5 separate regions of the Zea mays genome follow, and all the other regions are linked to region 1. A link is a contact called in public Hi-C and HiChIP or PLAC-seq data. All regions are on one chromosome and are shown on one strand. The core of a region is the stretch at or near the end of the contact, and the rest is flanking DNA. Distances in the headings are between cores, read along the strand shown.

Evidence for each region. Hi-C and Micro-C count contacts between places; a contact is called where the count stands out from the background. HiChIP or PLAC-seq counts read pairs in DNA pulled down with a chosen protein or histone mark.
Region 2: a contact with region 1 is called in a Hi-C map of tassel, with 1.8 times the contacts expected there. The contact joins the promoter of LOC100382184 here to the promoter of LOC100282546 in region 1. A contact is called at or near these places in 2 of 25 Hi-C or Micro-C datasets (leaf and tassel).
Region 3: a contact with region 1 is called in a Hi-C map of leaf, with 5 times the contacts expected there. The contact joins the promoter of LOC109942973 here to the promoter of LOC100282546 in region 1. A contact is called at or near these places in 4 of 25 Hi-C or Micro-C datasets (ear, leaf and leaf mesophyll).
Region 4: a contact with region 1 is called in a Hi-C map of tassel, with 3 times the contacts expected there. The contact joins the promoter of LOC100285678 here to the promoter of LOC100282546 in region 1. A contact is called at or near these places in 2 of 25 Hi-C or Micro-C datasets (leaf and tassel).
Region 5: an H3K4me3 HiChIP or PLAC-seq map of leaf shows a contact between it and region 1, with 4 times the contacts expected there. The contact joins the promoter of LOC100382965 here to the promoter of LOC100282546 in region 1. A contact is called at or near these places in 5 of 25 Hi-C or Micro-C datasets (bundle sheath, leaf, tassel and 1 more) and 1 of 3 datasets of contacts at active chromatin or transcription factors (leaf).

What each region holds. Positions count from the first base shown.
Region 1 is chr10:67,397,036-67,399,908 of Zm-B73-REFERENCE-NAM-5.0, reverse strand. It overlaps LOC100282546, which reads right to left and starts at 1,418. Exons shown (of 3, transcript NM_001155454.2): 1 at 1,089-1,418; 2 at 1-68.
Region 2 is chr10:67,852,941-67,855,813 of Zm-B73-REFERENCE-NAM-5.0, reverse strand. LOC100382184 reads left to right here and starts at 1,419. Exons shown (of 4, transcript NM_001174943.1): 1 at 1,419-1,677. The coding sequence starts at 1,445.
Region 3 is chr10:67,759,481-67,762,353 of Zm-B73-REFERENCE-NAM-5.0, reverse strand. It overlaps LOC109942973 (ethanolamine-phosphate cytidylyltransferase), which reads right to left and starts at 1,394. Exons shown (of 10, transcript XM_020545589.1): 1 at 844-1,394.
Region 4 is chr10:67,095,863-67,098,735 of Zm-B73-REFERENCE-NAM-5.0, reverse strand. It overlaps LOC100285678, which reads right to left and starts at 1,434. Exons shown (of 6, transcript NM_001158569.1): 1 at 1,318-1,434; 2 at 209-324. The coding sequence starts at 263.
Region 5 is chr10:67,655,856-67,658,728 of Zm-B73-REFERENCE-NAM-5.0, reverse strand. It overlaps LOC100382965, which reads right to left and starts at 1,509. Exons shown (of 11, transcript NM_001353406.1): 1 at 1,234-1,509; 2 at 188-357; 3 at 1-94. The coding sequence starts at 1,385.

The DNA of each region.
Region 1 (2,873 bases), core at 169-2,668:
CTGCAGTAACTTGGCTCTTCCCCCCGGTCCCCCCCAACAGAGCTCCCAAAAGTCTGGCGATTGATTACCTGCAACCATGGAATAAAACTGAGGTCAGAAACAAGAGGCAAAGTAATCCTCCACTAGATGCAGGTCGAGCAAAGACCGGGGATTGAAGGTTCCATCCATTCCTACAAGACACAATGGTTTCCACTGCCATCAAGATAGAACCATAAATAAATTCATCCATCCAAGAATTGCTACTTAAGGAAGGGACAATCTAATCTTTTTGTCATTCTTACAGAGAGAATGGCAGACCAAATGCTCTGTCAGTAACTAACCTGGTCCCACTGGTCAGTGACTGGTGATTTGGGGTGAATTGGTGCCATCTGTAAGGATGGCAAAAGAAATTAAATGACCCCTTAAGGAAGGGACCCAACCCACCAACAAAGACTAGAAATATATACATACATAGAAATACAAGGTATTGGACACAAATCAGTTTTGCATTAAATATTTCCCATTTATGAACCAATCACCATCAAACATTTTGTTAATAGCCTCTGCTTCGGAAATAAAGTGAGGGCACATGCGTTGCGTCTTTTGTGTTATCTCCAAATATATCCTAAAAAATTATTAAAGTGGAGTGGTAGAGATGATATTGTATCTCTTCGTAGCTGCGTCCTATAATCGCCACAGTCGCCAACTTGCAATTGCAAGCACAGAAGGGAATCGGAAACCTATAGGAATTCCAGAAGTGGAAAAAATTCGACAGCGTCCAAAACAGGTAACCTCAAATCCCTAACGAATTGCCCCCAAAATGGCAACCTTGACAACGAACATGCGGCGGCTGCAGACCTTTCCAGAAGCAAATCGAAAGCCCCAGACAGGAACATGAAACCGACCTCGCCACCCCCACCCCACCTCAATCCTTCCCAGATAACATGAACGAGAGCCTGAATCAAACTGAACCCCCCGCAAGAGGAGCACGGGTGGGACCAAACCGCCGTCGCCAACCCACAGCACTTGACCGTGGTGGAATCCAAGAGCAAGCAAGGAAGAAGCCAGCCCTGTGCGGACCTGCGGGGAGAGAGAGAGAGTGCACTCACCCTTTCGAAGGCTGGCCGGGAACACGCCGCCGCTGCCGATGCCAGTCGATGGAGGAAGATGAGGTCGGAGCCGCGCGCGGAGGTACCAGCGATCCGGGGGGCGCGATCGAGGGAGGGCGGACGGACGGTGGGAGCAGGCGGTGTGTGATGTGATGCGGTTGCGGTGTGGCGTCGGAACGGCGCGGACCCCCTCGTCTCTGGACCGAGGAGGACGGGGCGACGGGGGCGGCGACCGGTGGGTGTGGGGGAGGAAGAGGAAGGCGAGGGGAACGCGAGAGAGGAAAAGATCAACAAAGGCGAGGGCGAGGCGAGACAGAAGAAAGCGAGAGTGGAGTCGCCTCGTTGTCGCTGGGTGGAGTATATCGCGGGGGCCGTGGGGTCATGAACTGGCAGGTTAGCCACGTGGCGGGGCTGATAGCGGATCAGCGTGGGGCCTGCGCTGCGCGGCGCGGGGGGGCCAGGGATGGATATTGCGGTGGTGGGCGGGGGATTTGGGAGTTGGCGAGGGGCCTCTGTGCAAATCGGTCGCCCGTCGGAGGCTTGGTTGCCCAGGCCAAACGGCACGGTGGTGGTCTGGCATCTGACGTACGGTCGGACTGCAGCTACACCCGCATCATGGGCGTGCGTCATTGCGTGCCGCCCGAATTCTTTTTTATTTTATCTTTTCTTTTGAAAAATACAGTTGTGCACCCTTTAATATACACATCTAGTATCGTGTGTTAAGAACGCGTGGTTTCGCTCATTAAAGTTTAGTCCGTGTTAAATTGATATTCGAGTATTTATTAATTATAAATATTAAATATAGTTTAATTATAAAACTAATTAGAGAATGTATAACCCTATTTATTATGGTGTCACTTGATGTGTCTTTAGGGGTTAAATAAAAAAGTACAAGAAACATGCTATTAGCAAATACTATGTCTCTACACAACTCTCTCTATATATTGTCTCTTAAGTACATTTATGATCTAAGGCTCAAAATTGTATCATGCAGTCTCCATGTTGTCTCCTATAATTGAAAAATTGATCTAAGGGCTCAGAATTGTACATGCTCTTACATAAATGATGACTAAACAACGAGACAGATTTATTAAGCATAATTAATCCATGATTAGCAAGTGTTTACTATAGCATCACACTGGCGAATCATGGACTAATTAGTCTTAATATGTCTGTCTTGTCTAGAGATGGCAATTTCACCCGTGGGTTCGGGTACCCGACCCGACGGGTGCGGGCGCTTATTTTCACATGTGGGTGTGACCCAGACCCGACATATAACTCTTCGGGTTCAGGTTTCTAAGTTCACTCGTGGGTGACCCACGGGCACCCGATGAAAATAATTTGGCACCCCTAACCGGCTAGGACAACACCCAACCCGAGTTGACCGAAGCCCACTAGTGTTGTTTGGTCTTTCTCCCTGTAGTGCAGCGCAGTAGTGGCAACCTAATCGCCACTCGCCAGCGCCACTCCCAGACTCCAAAATTCCCTGCAACCACCAGCCACCATCCAAGCTTCCAAAGCTGTGGTTAACCAGCGACCAGTCAGGAGCCATTGTTCTCCCACGCCGGAGGCTCACTACTCACGCCCACGTCGGGCGGCTAGAGGCTCACAGCCGTCATACCTCGTACGGAGCATGAAGTCACCCTCGCCTAGCCGCCGATCTGCCGTGCCGAGAAGCCGAGGAGGAGGACCACTATCGATTCGCCGACACACCACACATGTCCACGCCGGAGCCCGGAGGTCCACCTGTAGCGGTCGCCTTCGCCCAGTCCCTAATGGCGAACA
Region 2 (2,873 bases), core at 170-2,669, 460 kb before region 1:
GTGAAGTCGTTGATAATAGTGTTGCTATCAACCTTGTCCAATAATTTCTTCTTAATACATAAAGTGGTCAATCCGTTGAGCCGTTCTTGAGACATTGTTGACCTTAAATAGTTCTTCAACAATTTCAACTTTGAAAAGCTTCTCTCAGCTGATGCAACAGTTACAGGCACAGTAAATAATATCTGGTAAGCGATTGAAATATTTGGATACGAATCCATTTTCCGAATATACTCAAAGATCTCCATAGCGACTTCAATGTTGTCGAGCTTAATAAAACCCCAAATATACTCTTGAATGTCTGGAGTTCTTCAAATCTATTTTTCAGTGAGCTGTTTGCCATATCAACAACAACTAAGAAATAGTTAACTTCAAAGGCCTTCTCAGCTTGCACAATTCCAAAGAACGTAGCAACTTTCTCACAAGATTTAGCCATGTCATAAAGTGTAAGATTAAGACTATGACAAGCACATGGCATATATAAAGCTCTTGGATTAACATCAAGTAATCGCCCTTGCACTCCCTGACGTATATACACTGTATGTATAGCTGGGTGGGGCCCCTGGAATTTTGGGGCCCGGTGCGGCCGCTCCGGTTGCCCGCCCTCAGGACCGGCCCAGGACTAGTCACAAGTTAGATAAAAAAAAGAACATATATATAGTTTAAATTAGTGAATATTGGACTGCTAGTTAGCTAATAAGTACTAACTGGTTAAAGAAATTTCTAAAAATACCGTAGTCGTAGACGTGTCAGCCCGCCCGTTTTTTTTATAAAAATCGCTTTGATCAAAACCATCTAAAATCAACGTGAACATAAAATTATGACCCGTTGAGGAAACAGGAAACAGTTACTTTCTACGTCCTAAACTAAACACGACCCTTTTTATCTTGTTCCCACGTGATACTTAGGGTGCGTTTGGTTGAGAAGTGGAGAAGAATGGAGCGGCGCTATTCTAGTTTTTTTGGATGTTTGGTTTCTAACAAAAAAGGAGTGAAGTTTTATATGAAAATTTACCATAAATAATTGGAGTGCTCCCGCTCCAACAAAATGATTGGATGCGAGGGCTCTCTCGGATGCGAGCGCTCTTCTTCCTTTTCTCTCCTCTACACTCATATGTCTCTCCAACCAAACAAAGAACGGAGTGGCTCCGCCCTATTTTACTCTTCAACCAAACAAAAAAATAGGGCGACTCTGTTTTATGTTTGTCAAACAAAAAATAGAACGAATCCATTATAAAAAACTAGAATGGAACCGTTCTATTTTAATTGACTCTCCAACCAAACGTACCGTTAGATTCTCTTACCAACCACATTCTTAGAAAATTTCCTTAAAAAAAGCTTAACCTAACAGCCTAACGATGACTTGGCCCGGCCCATCCAGTAGAAGACTAGAAGAGGACGGTGGGAAAGAGGGGTCCAAGAAGCAGGGCACGGCACCAGACGCGCCCATGGACCCCACCGGCGTCGACGGCGATTCCGCGGCGGCGAGGGGGAGCGGAGGCGGAGGCGGAGGGGGGACAGGGGCCGGCCGGTGGGCGGTTGGCGCGGTGTGTGGGGGGCTGGTCTACTACCACTGCGCGGTACGGCGAGCCAGCGCGGTGTCCCTTGCAGCAGACGTGCTCCTCGTCCTCCTCTGCTCGCTCTCCATCCTCGGCCTCCTCTTCCGCCACCTCCACATCTCGTGAGCACCCCCCCTTCCTTTATCCTCCGCTTCCTTCTGCTAGCTCCGCATCTCAGTCGATGCAATTCTGTCTTCTTTTGTTGTTGTCGATTCTGCTTGCTGGCTGTTTGTGAACTTGTATCGTGACGATTGTGAGGTGTGCTATGGTTTGTCCAGCAGGAATCTTTGATTTGTCGTCTCACAGTAGCAGGCTAGTGGTAGATGCTGCTGGTAGTTGTAGCTGATGGCTAGTAGATCGTACTGCAAAAAAGCGGAAAGGAGGTAGGAAAACAAAGGGGGCTATTCAACTATGTTTCCTTAATTTCAGGGATCTTTTTGGGAACATGCTTACTGGTATGAAGTAGGCCATGTACATGTGTATAATTCCTGTGCCCGATTTTCTTGGTGGTGGAACTGGAATAATACTGTACGGAATTTCTATTTTGTTGGTAAGTTTAACGGTAACAATTGTTTTTGTTATGTGTATTACTTGGGTAGAGAATACACAAACATAAAGCACATGAGAATAACACCATGGGCTTTAGACGCTTGGCTGGAGTTTGTTGCTTGCATTTTCATATCCATCCAAGATAATAACCCATTCGACCAACCCTTGGTGTGGCTGCACCACTTCTGAAGGATACTACCTATTGCTTCCTGTTGCTTTGGGATTGCAAACTGACTTGAATAGAATTCTGCAACTATCAATCACATCCATCGGCACTCATCTGATTAACTTTCTCAAGTTTTTTTTACCAACTGAACACTTCAAATTGATATCTATTTATTCCTGTTACTAATTGGTTTCTCTTTCTCTGCCAGCACCAGTATTTTTTTACTACTGCTTGTGCTTCTAACTGTATTCCCTGGGAAAAAAATGATCACTAGTAAGCTCCTGAACATATTCGAAGGAAGCTTATATCTAGTGTGGAATAAACAAACTTGTAATATTGGAGCTGCTCCCTCTGGCCTCTAGGCATTTCTTTCTGCTATATGGCATCTAGCTCGAGTAGGATTGTTGATTTCTTCGTCCATGTAGAAGTACATAGGTTAGTGGGAGTATATTCTGCTGGTGGCTAGTAGGCTGTTCAAAACTGGGAAAGGCTTAAAAGGGATAGGTAATTAAATGGAGCAAATTAACTATCGATTCCCAATTATCAAATATTTTGGGAAAAGGTCCATAGATATACAACAACAACAAAGCCTTTTATCTCAAG
Region 3 (2,873 bases), core at 145-2,644, 360 kb before region 1:
CCGGGGGGGGGGGGGGGGGGGGGGGGGTATTTTTTGTGCAACGGGGAGATCGCGGAGAATTTGGAAAGAACTCGAATTGCTTTTACAAGAAGACACGGAACGACTGACGGGGCTGTACAAACATGCTGCTACCATGAGATTTGTTCATGATGAGATTCTACCTTCTTTCTCAGCAAGAAACACAGCTCATTTGTGATTTGTTCATTCCAGAAAGGAGGCGGCAACTCTGAGTACGGTTGAGCAAGCTCCTCTAATTTCGCAGCAGTGCTAATAAAAAAAGAATACAGCGAGCAAGCGAATTCAGAAACGAATCCGTTTCCAGCACCCTGTCCTGACAGCAACCAGAGAATCAAACATGCCCGGGAGAGAATCTGATTCCCATCGCAATTCGCGACCACCACGTTTCAAGTTGAGCACTGCGGCCAGCTAAACAGACAGGTAGAATCTATCGAGATTCGACCTTCCAGTAGGCGCAGGAGGGACGGGAGGAAGGTAAGGTTGGAGGTAGCAAAATGCATCAGCTCCAATCCACACTCCAATCGCCCGGAATCCCCGGTTACATCACCGCCAAGAGCGGGCGCACCAAAACGCGATCTCCCCGCCGGCCGTGATCCCATTCCATCGTCGCTCACGTGAATCGACACACAAATGACAGCCGGAAAGAGAGAGAGAGAGGGAGAATTTTCTTTTCGTGAACGACAAGTTGGCAGCGGCATGGCGTAGATCAAATGGGATCGCAACAGGAACCAAAGTAAGAGAAGAAGAAGAAGAAGAAAAACAGGGATCTTCCCACGCTGCATTCGACGAGCGCGCAGGCTGAGGGAAGAAGGGCGGGAGACGCACCGGGACGGAGGCGGCGAGCGGCGGACGGCGGGCGCGGATCTCGCGTCGAAACCAGGGCTCGGCGCGAGATCTGCCGCGGGAGGCGGCGAGGTTCCACCAGCTCGTGGCGCGCGCGCGCGCGTCTCGCTGCTCTTGTTTTGGGAGGAGAGGAGAGGAGAGGGGGAGAGGCTGGACGGAGGAGAGGGGCGGGCAGATGAGAGGTGTGTCGCTCGCTCGCCGTCTGCTTCTGGTGCCCGCCCCGCTCCCGCGTGGTGTGGTGTGGTGTGGCCTCGCCAATTGGGGCTGGTGGAAGCGTGGGTAGCTTCACGTCCACCAACCAAACTGCCCCGGGCCCACACGGCTGGAAGTACCTGACGGGAAAGAAAACACCGCATCAATGAAAATACGACAGTTTGCCACCCAGTGATGACAAGGCATTAGCTTAATCCCCTCCTCTTATTTCCGTTTTGACGCGATAACAATGTGAAACACTCATTCATCCATGGCACTAAACTCGGTTCCAATTTTAACCCAATCCTAGTTTCAAGTTTCTAGGAAGACAGGATGTATGTATTGACTCTTAGCGCTCTCTCTCTCTTTATACTAAAAATTAGCAGCTAGAATTACTATTAGTGGACTCAAGTAGACCTAATAATAAACATGCCAATTAGTATTAGATATTGTTAGGCATAGCTAGGTCCGCAAAAAAATTTGAAGCTTGCGAGCCGGCTCGTGAGCCTCGAGCGAGCCGAGCTGAGCTAGGTTTTCAAGCTCGTTGAGGAAACGAGCTGAGCCGCTCTGACTCGTGAGCCGGCTCGCGAGCTGCACAAAAATAATCAACCTACACAATAATAATGAATAATAGATAATTTTATAGATATATGACTCGTTTCTTAATTTTTAATGATGCATATATAACAATTATAATTTAAATTATTTTTAATATCGTGTTGGCTCACGAGCTGCATAAAAATAATCAACCTACACAATAATAATGGATATTGGATAATTTTATAGATATCTGACTCGTTTCTAGTCTTTAAAAATGTATATATAACAATTATAATTTAAATTACTTGTAATGTCATGTTATAATTATTTATTTCATATTTATAGATAATTAATTCACTATATAATGTAATATGAGTTTTAAGGTGCAACTCGCGAACCGAGCTGAACCTCTTTTTACAGCTCTGTGAGTAGACGAGTCGAGTCGGGCTCAGCCACTACTAAACAAGCCACACCGAGCCGAGCCGAGCTCGGCTAGCATAGCCTACGACGAAACTCTAATGTTCTAGTGATTCTAGTAGGCACCAAACCTTTGACCATTAAAATGGCGACGGGAAGTTCGAGTTTATTCGTTGAAAAGCTTTAACGTGGAAAATATAAGGAAAGAGTGCGCGCCTGACTGTTTAGAAAATGCTAGCCAGATCGACGCCTTGCACTTGCAGTGTCAAATAACTCGTGCGTTTGCGTCAGAAGATGCACAGTTCTTCAAGAGGGAAATATACTTTGTGATTTTAAAACTAAATATAGTTCGAAAACAAAACGAGAAAAAAAAACGGAACCGGTGCTTGAAACCGCGTACTATGAACGTTGAACGATGTCGTATTAATAAATTAATGAATTAATTAATTAGGGAGGAGACTAGTGATTCCAAGCTTTTGTAGGGGTGAACGTGTGAAAAGCGGCACGCGATTTTCGCGAGGCGCCTGGGGCGAAGGGTCCCCCACCTACGGCCAGACCCAGACTTGCCGGTCGCGTACGTGTGCCGCAGGCCCCGTCGGACGATGCGGACTGTCGCGTGGGCCCGACGGCACGCGCCCCCAGGGAGCGGGGAGCCGCAGCGGGGCGGTAGCGGTAGGTCCCAGCGGTGTCTCGCGGTCGCGGCTATTTCCTTTGACCCCCACCCGAATACCCATATTTTTAAAGCAAACTCGTCTGATGAAAAACGGACGAAAAATAAAAACTCTTCGGGCTAGTTTGGGAACCTATTTTTTCACGGGATTTTTATTTTTTTAAGAGAAATTATTTCATTTTCCCTTCAGAAA
Region 4 (2,873 bases), core at 185-2,684, 300 kb after region 1:
TAAGCACAAGCTAAGAAGACATCACTGTGCAAGATGGTGATGGCCATTGTCAGTCTTTTAACTCTTTATACAGCTTGTCACTGTGCAAGATGGTGATGGCCGTGACCAGCAATAACGAACACAACATTACGTAATATGAGGGATGCTTTGTTCACTGTTAACAAAGAAAAAAAAAAGCAAAAAGATTAAAGTCTAGAAAACGACTAACTGGTTTTGGGGCCAGCAGGGTGGTTCCAAAAGGCCTGAAGCTTTGTAGCAGCCATTCAAACTAGCGCACCTGCCCCTTTTGAAAGAGTTCACCCAGCTAATGCTTCTGTGGTCCCCCTACAAGCAATAAAACCAAATGATGTCTGTGAGCCATTCATTCATCATTCAACAAAAAAGTAGAGATGACACTGAAGGACCATTAATGGTAGTGGCGGTCATAGAGAAACATATCCAGAACATGACAGTACAACAGTTATGCAGTCATACAAACTGGTAACAGTAGGGAGGTCAAACTCATCAATTTGTTAATGGCACCCTCCAATATCGAAATATCCAGAACATATCCAGAACATATCCCTACAGTGACAAGAACCAACACGATTTCAACGTTTTTACACCTTTTGACATCGCTTACTTTTTCAACGAAGCAAGTAGAAACTTCGTATGAAAATAGGTTGCGAACAAGCACTGCCAACAGAGTAACACACTGAAAAATAGATTGGTCATTCCATCCAAGCTCAATTCGATCCTGCAAACAATCCAAGTACGGCGGTTCCATTCCATGACACAGTAACTACAAGTCACTGTTCTTTACCCGTTTACCGTAGCGCCAGAGTCAAAGTACCTGTCACCTCTGATGATGCAGTACGAGCAGAACTCCCCGGGCGGGCAAGGGGCAACAACATGTAATTTTTACTACAAACTACGGGCAAGAAACGGCAGCGGTAGATACTGCGGGTCCAGTGCTTTGCCCACGTTGAGGCTGCGATTCGGATCGGCACCCTGGATATCCTAAGCATCAGGTGCTGCAGCCCAGCACTCAAAGCAGAAGTGTCGGGGGGAGGGGGGGGGGGGGGGGGGGGGGGGGGTGGAAGGCTGTTACCGCAACAACCAGACCAAACGAATTCCACCACGGGCTGGGGCGCTCGGAACCCCACCTCGGTCGCCGACTCGCCGTCGCTCAGAGGAACAACCGAAGGCACAGGCAGGCACAAACACGAACGGAACGGTCGGCGCAGGAGGCGTCCTGTCCCCCGCGCACAACCCAATACAGAACAAAACAGCGCATGGGGAGGGAGAGGAGACGGGGAGGAGGGTGGGCTGGTTTACACTTGCTTCGCCTCCGGCCACGGCGGAGGAGCCAAGTCAGCGAGGAGGGGGCCTCGGGCAGTGGTGGGGATCGAATGATCGATCCGCTGGCGCTCGTGTCTCGGGAATCGATCCGCTGGCGCTGGGGATGGTGGGGTTGTTGAGGGTGAGACAGTGGGGCCCACCTGTGAAACCTCCCTTTTACATGCAAGTGAACAGAGAAGTTCGTTTGGCTTTTGAATTGACCACAGGACCAGGGCAGTGGCTGTCAGTAATGGAAAATGATGCTAATTTTTTATTGACAGATAGTCAAATTTCTGGGATTGAATATAATTAAAGAGAAAATTTGTTTATTTCTATCTCAACCCCTCCAATCCCGAAGACGATTTGTGCTTCCCAAAGTAGACCTTAGGAATGTTTCAACATCTGAATTATATTAATATTTTAGCTTAGATATGTATAGAATTTTGTGTTAATTTTTATTTTATGTTATTACAAATATTACGAAGTACGAGAATAAAATTTTGTATAGCTTTTTATGCATTATTTTCTCCCTACAACAAAAAATGAAAAAACATCTGAATTTTATATCAGTTATTTAAAAAGACATAGAATGAATTTGAGGTTTACTTTTTATGAATATTAATAGGCTCAATGTTCAAAACAAGAATACAAATTTACAAAGCAAATTATATATGTTATTTATTCACAAGCGAATAAAGGGGGTCTAAAATTTAACATCCGAATAAGTATACGGATCTATACCTACCAATAGCGAAGGCATCACAAGCTGGTAGGAGAGTGGTGGGGACGGGAACAGTGGGCCCAAGCACTCGAGAGTAAAGTGACGGATGGCACGACAAAACAGATGAATGTCTTGTCAAGTGTCTCCCATCTTGCTACAGGAACATAGGTATTTATAGGATAACCGGGGGATCATTAGGCCTAAATACAATTATACCCCTAGTCACCTGCTACATCCCCGGAATATTCCCTTCAACGGGGTAATTATAGATTGGTATGGTTATATTTTTCACCACACCTCTTTTTACATCCATATGGGAGGCTGGCAGTGGACCCAAGGGGCCCACCCTATGCATAGGTAGTGCCACACCCAGTTTTAGAAGGCAAACCGAATGCGAACCATGTACGTGTCAGGATCAGCAATTCACGTACACAACAGTTATATAACTGGACATCATCACACAATGCTAAAATAATAACATAAAAGAAGGTATAATAGTCAATTACATCATGATGTCCGAGACATCCACATAGTCTTTAACAATTATCAAAGTGCAGAAAAGAAACGTAGATACACACGGCATACACAGGTAGTCGACCGGGGTTTGCCGCTAACCCACGCCTAGAACTCATCGTACTCTTGTAACTCCTGGAAGTCTTCCTCCTCGACTTCATCTTCTCCTGAGCAGTGGTTGCAACGTGGACAACCTAGGGGGTTTGGTGTGTAAAGCAAGGGTGAGTACACATCAACATACTCAGCAATATGTCTCGTTTGGTTGTAGTGGACTAGCTTTATGTGGGCTTAAGTCAAGCAGTTGCTTTTAGTTGATCAG
Region 5 (2,873 bases), core at 260-2,759, 260 kb before region 1:
ATCCTTTCCACTATGGCCTCCAGCCTAGGGTCGATCGTTTTTTCTTCCCCAGTGCCCCTTGATTGGATGGCAGTATATTCATCCAAAGCTTTTGCTGAAAAAATAAACAAGAAATAATGTTAACATAGTACTTTTAATGCTGGCAATAATTAACTGGCCATGATGCAGGCACCAGGCAGTTCCTCACCTAACAGTGTTTGAGCATAATCAGAGTCGTCAGAAACATCAAACAAGGGTCCAGCGCCAAGTGCATATGACAGAGCATCATTTAGCTCGCCCAAGTAGAAAAATACCTTAGAGGCAACTAGTGCTGCAAGTTGCCTCTGGACAAACTCCTCGTCTTCATACAAACTCTCACTGCAAGCAGCAGGGAACAAATTGTGAGGAAATAGGAATACAGGACAAAGCAAAGCACCTAAGCACAAACTGATTGTCAAAACTTTTTACAACCAGTGACCAGGATAATAAAGAGACAAAATATATTGCCACATGCACATCAATTGCATCAGTCATGAAGAATCTTGGTATTCATACGGATCCTTCTAAAATGAATGCAACTCCCAGGAAATAAACACCAATTCTCATATAGCATTTACTCATTTCTCCGCTATGACTGGATAGCTTCTATTGAACTGAGGAGCAACCAATAAGCTAAGGGCAGTTCCGACATTAAGAGAGACATTAAACAGTATAAACACATAATCAGTATTACTTTGTCACAGGTTACAAGTTTTTATTTTAAAGAACAAAGTTACCACATTTGATTCATACCCTATCATGACAACCCGAATATAGAAGTTCGGGATTTGTTGCCTTAAACAATCTAGAAACTTAGCAACAAAGTTCAAATTTTTCAGCAAACAGTGTCCATAAATTGGAGGACATGTCATGACAAGCTCTAAATTCTAAAAATTCTAGGTTTCCAGTTACCAACGGTAGCACATTAACCCTCCCAAAACCTCCATCCCAACAGATCGGACACAGGGTTCCCTCTGAATGGAACTCGACGCGGCGGCGCCGCCGCCATCTAGCCGGACCTCTGCAGGCGAGCCCGAATCGAACCTAGGCTAACAGAAATTCACCGAAACTAATGGAAACGCGCGGCGATGGGGCGATGCAGCACCTGCCGTCGGCTGTGGCGGCGGTAGAGCGGGCAAATTGAGGGGTCGGCCGGGCGGGAGTGGAGGGGGCCGCTGGAGGAGCGGGGAAGGGCGCGAGGAGGAGGGGACTTACATGGAGGAGACGCTGGTGGAGATCTCGTGCCAGAAGGCGTGGACGAGAGAATTGAGGCTGGCGAGCGCGTGGAGCTTGAGCTCCGGCGCCGGCTCTTGCAGCATCGCCAGCAGGGAGCCCGCCGAGCTCACCATCACCGCCGCCGAAGCCATGTCCACCACTGCCTACGAGTACCGATCCGCCGCTCCGAGGTTCGAGTCGATAGGGTACGGGCTTGCCCTCTTGCTGCTCGCCGTCCGTCGAGGTCTGGGTGCGGCTTTGCTTGGAGCAGAAGAAGATCGCGGATTCGATTCTAGGTGGAGAGACTGGGGACTGGGGCGTAAATACAAGGCTTGGAGGAGGCAATTCGAATATGAGACAACCCTTAGTTTTAGTTATTAGTAGTTGACGTGACATTGATTTAAATAATATTAAATTTATCTTTTTCATTCTATTTTTACTGGTGTACAAACTTTATATAAATTTATAAAACATTTATATTATATATTATATTCACCATAATTTTCTAAAATTTTAGGAATTACAAATTACTTACTAAAAATAAAAATATTGTCGGTACTCTGGATCAGGGGTACCCTCTACTATAGTATAAAGACGTTGTACACATACGACGTCTCCTGGCCGCACGAAGAACGGCACCTGACCCACCACATGGGCAGGTCTAGGAGCACCGTGCGGCAAGGGAAGATGATGCACCCCAGGATGCATCGTTGGGTCCGGACCTCTACGGAGGAATACCGGACCCCTCTACACACAATCTGGATCCTCTATTACGATCCGGGACTCCCAAGGAGGCATGCCGGGTCCCTCGGATGGGCCCTAGGTCCCTCCAAGTGAGGTCCGAACCACAGCAAGGACCCGGGACAGGGGAACCCTGGAATAAGTAAGGGTCCGGTGCTGGCACGTGTCCAGGTCTTACCCTGCGTGCTCGCGCTACCCGCGAAGGTGGAGGCCCGCTGCTGCCGCGTGGCTTTTGGTCTGTGACATAAGACAACGGTCAGAGCCTGACGTAAGGCCTCTAAAGCCAAGAGGTCTCTGCATTTATTGCGGAGAAGACGCGCCGCCTGCCACCATACTGACAGACGATGTGCCCTCTCGGCATTTAATGCGTCCAGTCCTCTCCGCTGGCAGACGGCGTCAGGGTCATCCTGCAGACGGCGCACCTGTCTAGTCTATCGTCAAACAGTGCGCCCGTGCCATGCAGCTGAGAGCACCTAGAGGGGGGGGGTGAATAGGTGATCCTGTGAAAAACTTAAACTTATAGCCACAAAAACTTGTTAAGTGTTAGCACAATAGTTGCCAAGTGGCTAGAGATGAGTCCAAACACAATAACCACAAGAAATCAAACACAGAGATGGCACGGTGTTTATCCCGTGGTTCGGCCAAGTACAAAACTTGCCTACTCCACGTTGTGGCGTCCCAACGGACGAGAGTTGCACTCAACTCCTCTCAAGTGATCCAATGATCAACTTGAATACCACGGTGTTCTTCTTTACTTTGATCTTTTCCCGTTTGCGAGGAATCTCCACAGCTTGGAGTCTCTCGCCCTTACAATTGAATTTCACAAAGAAGTACGGAGTAAGGGAGGGAAGCAACACACACAAATCCACAGCAAAATGCGCACACACACGGCCAAGAAT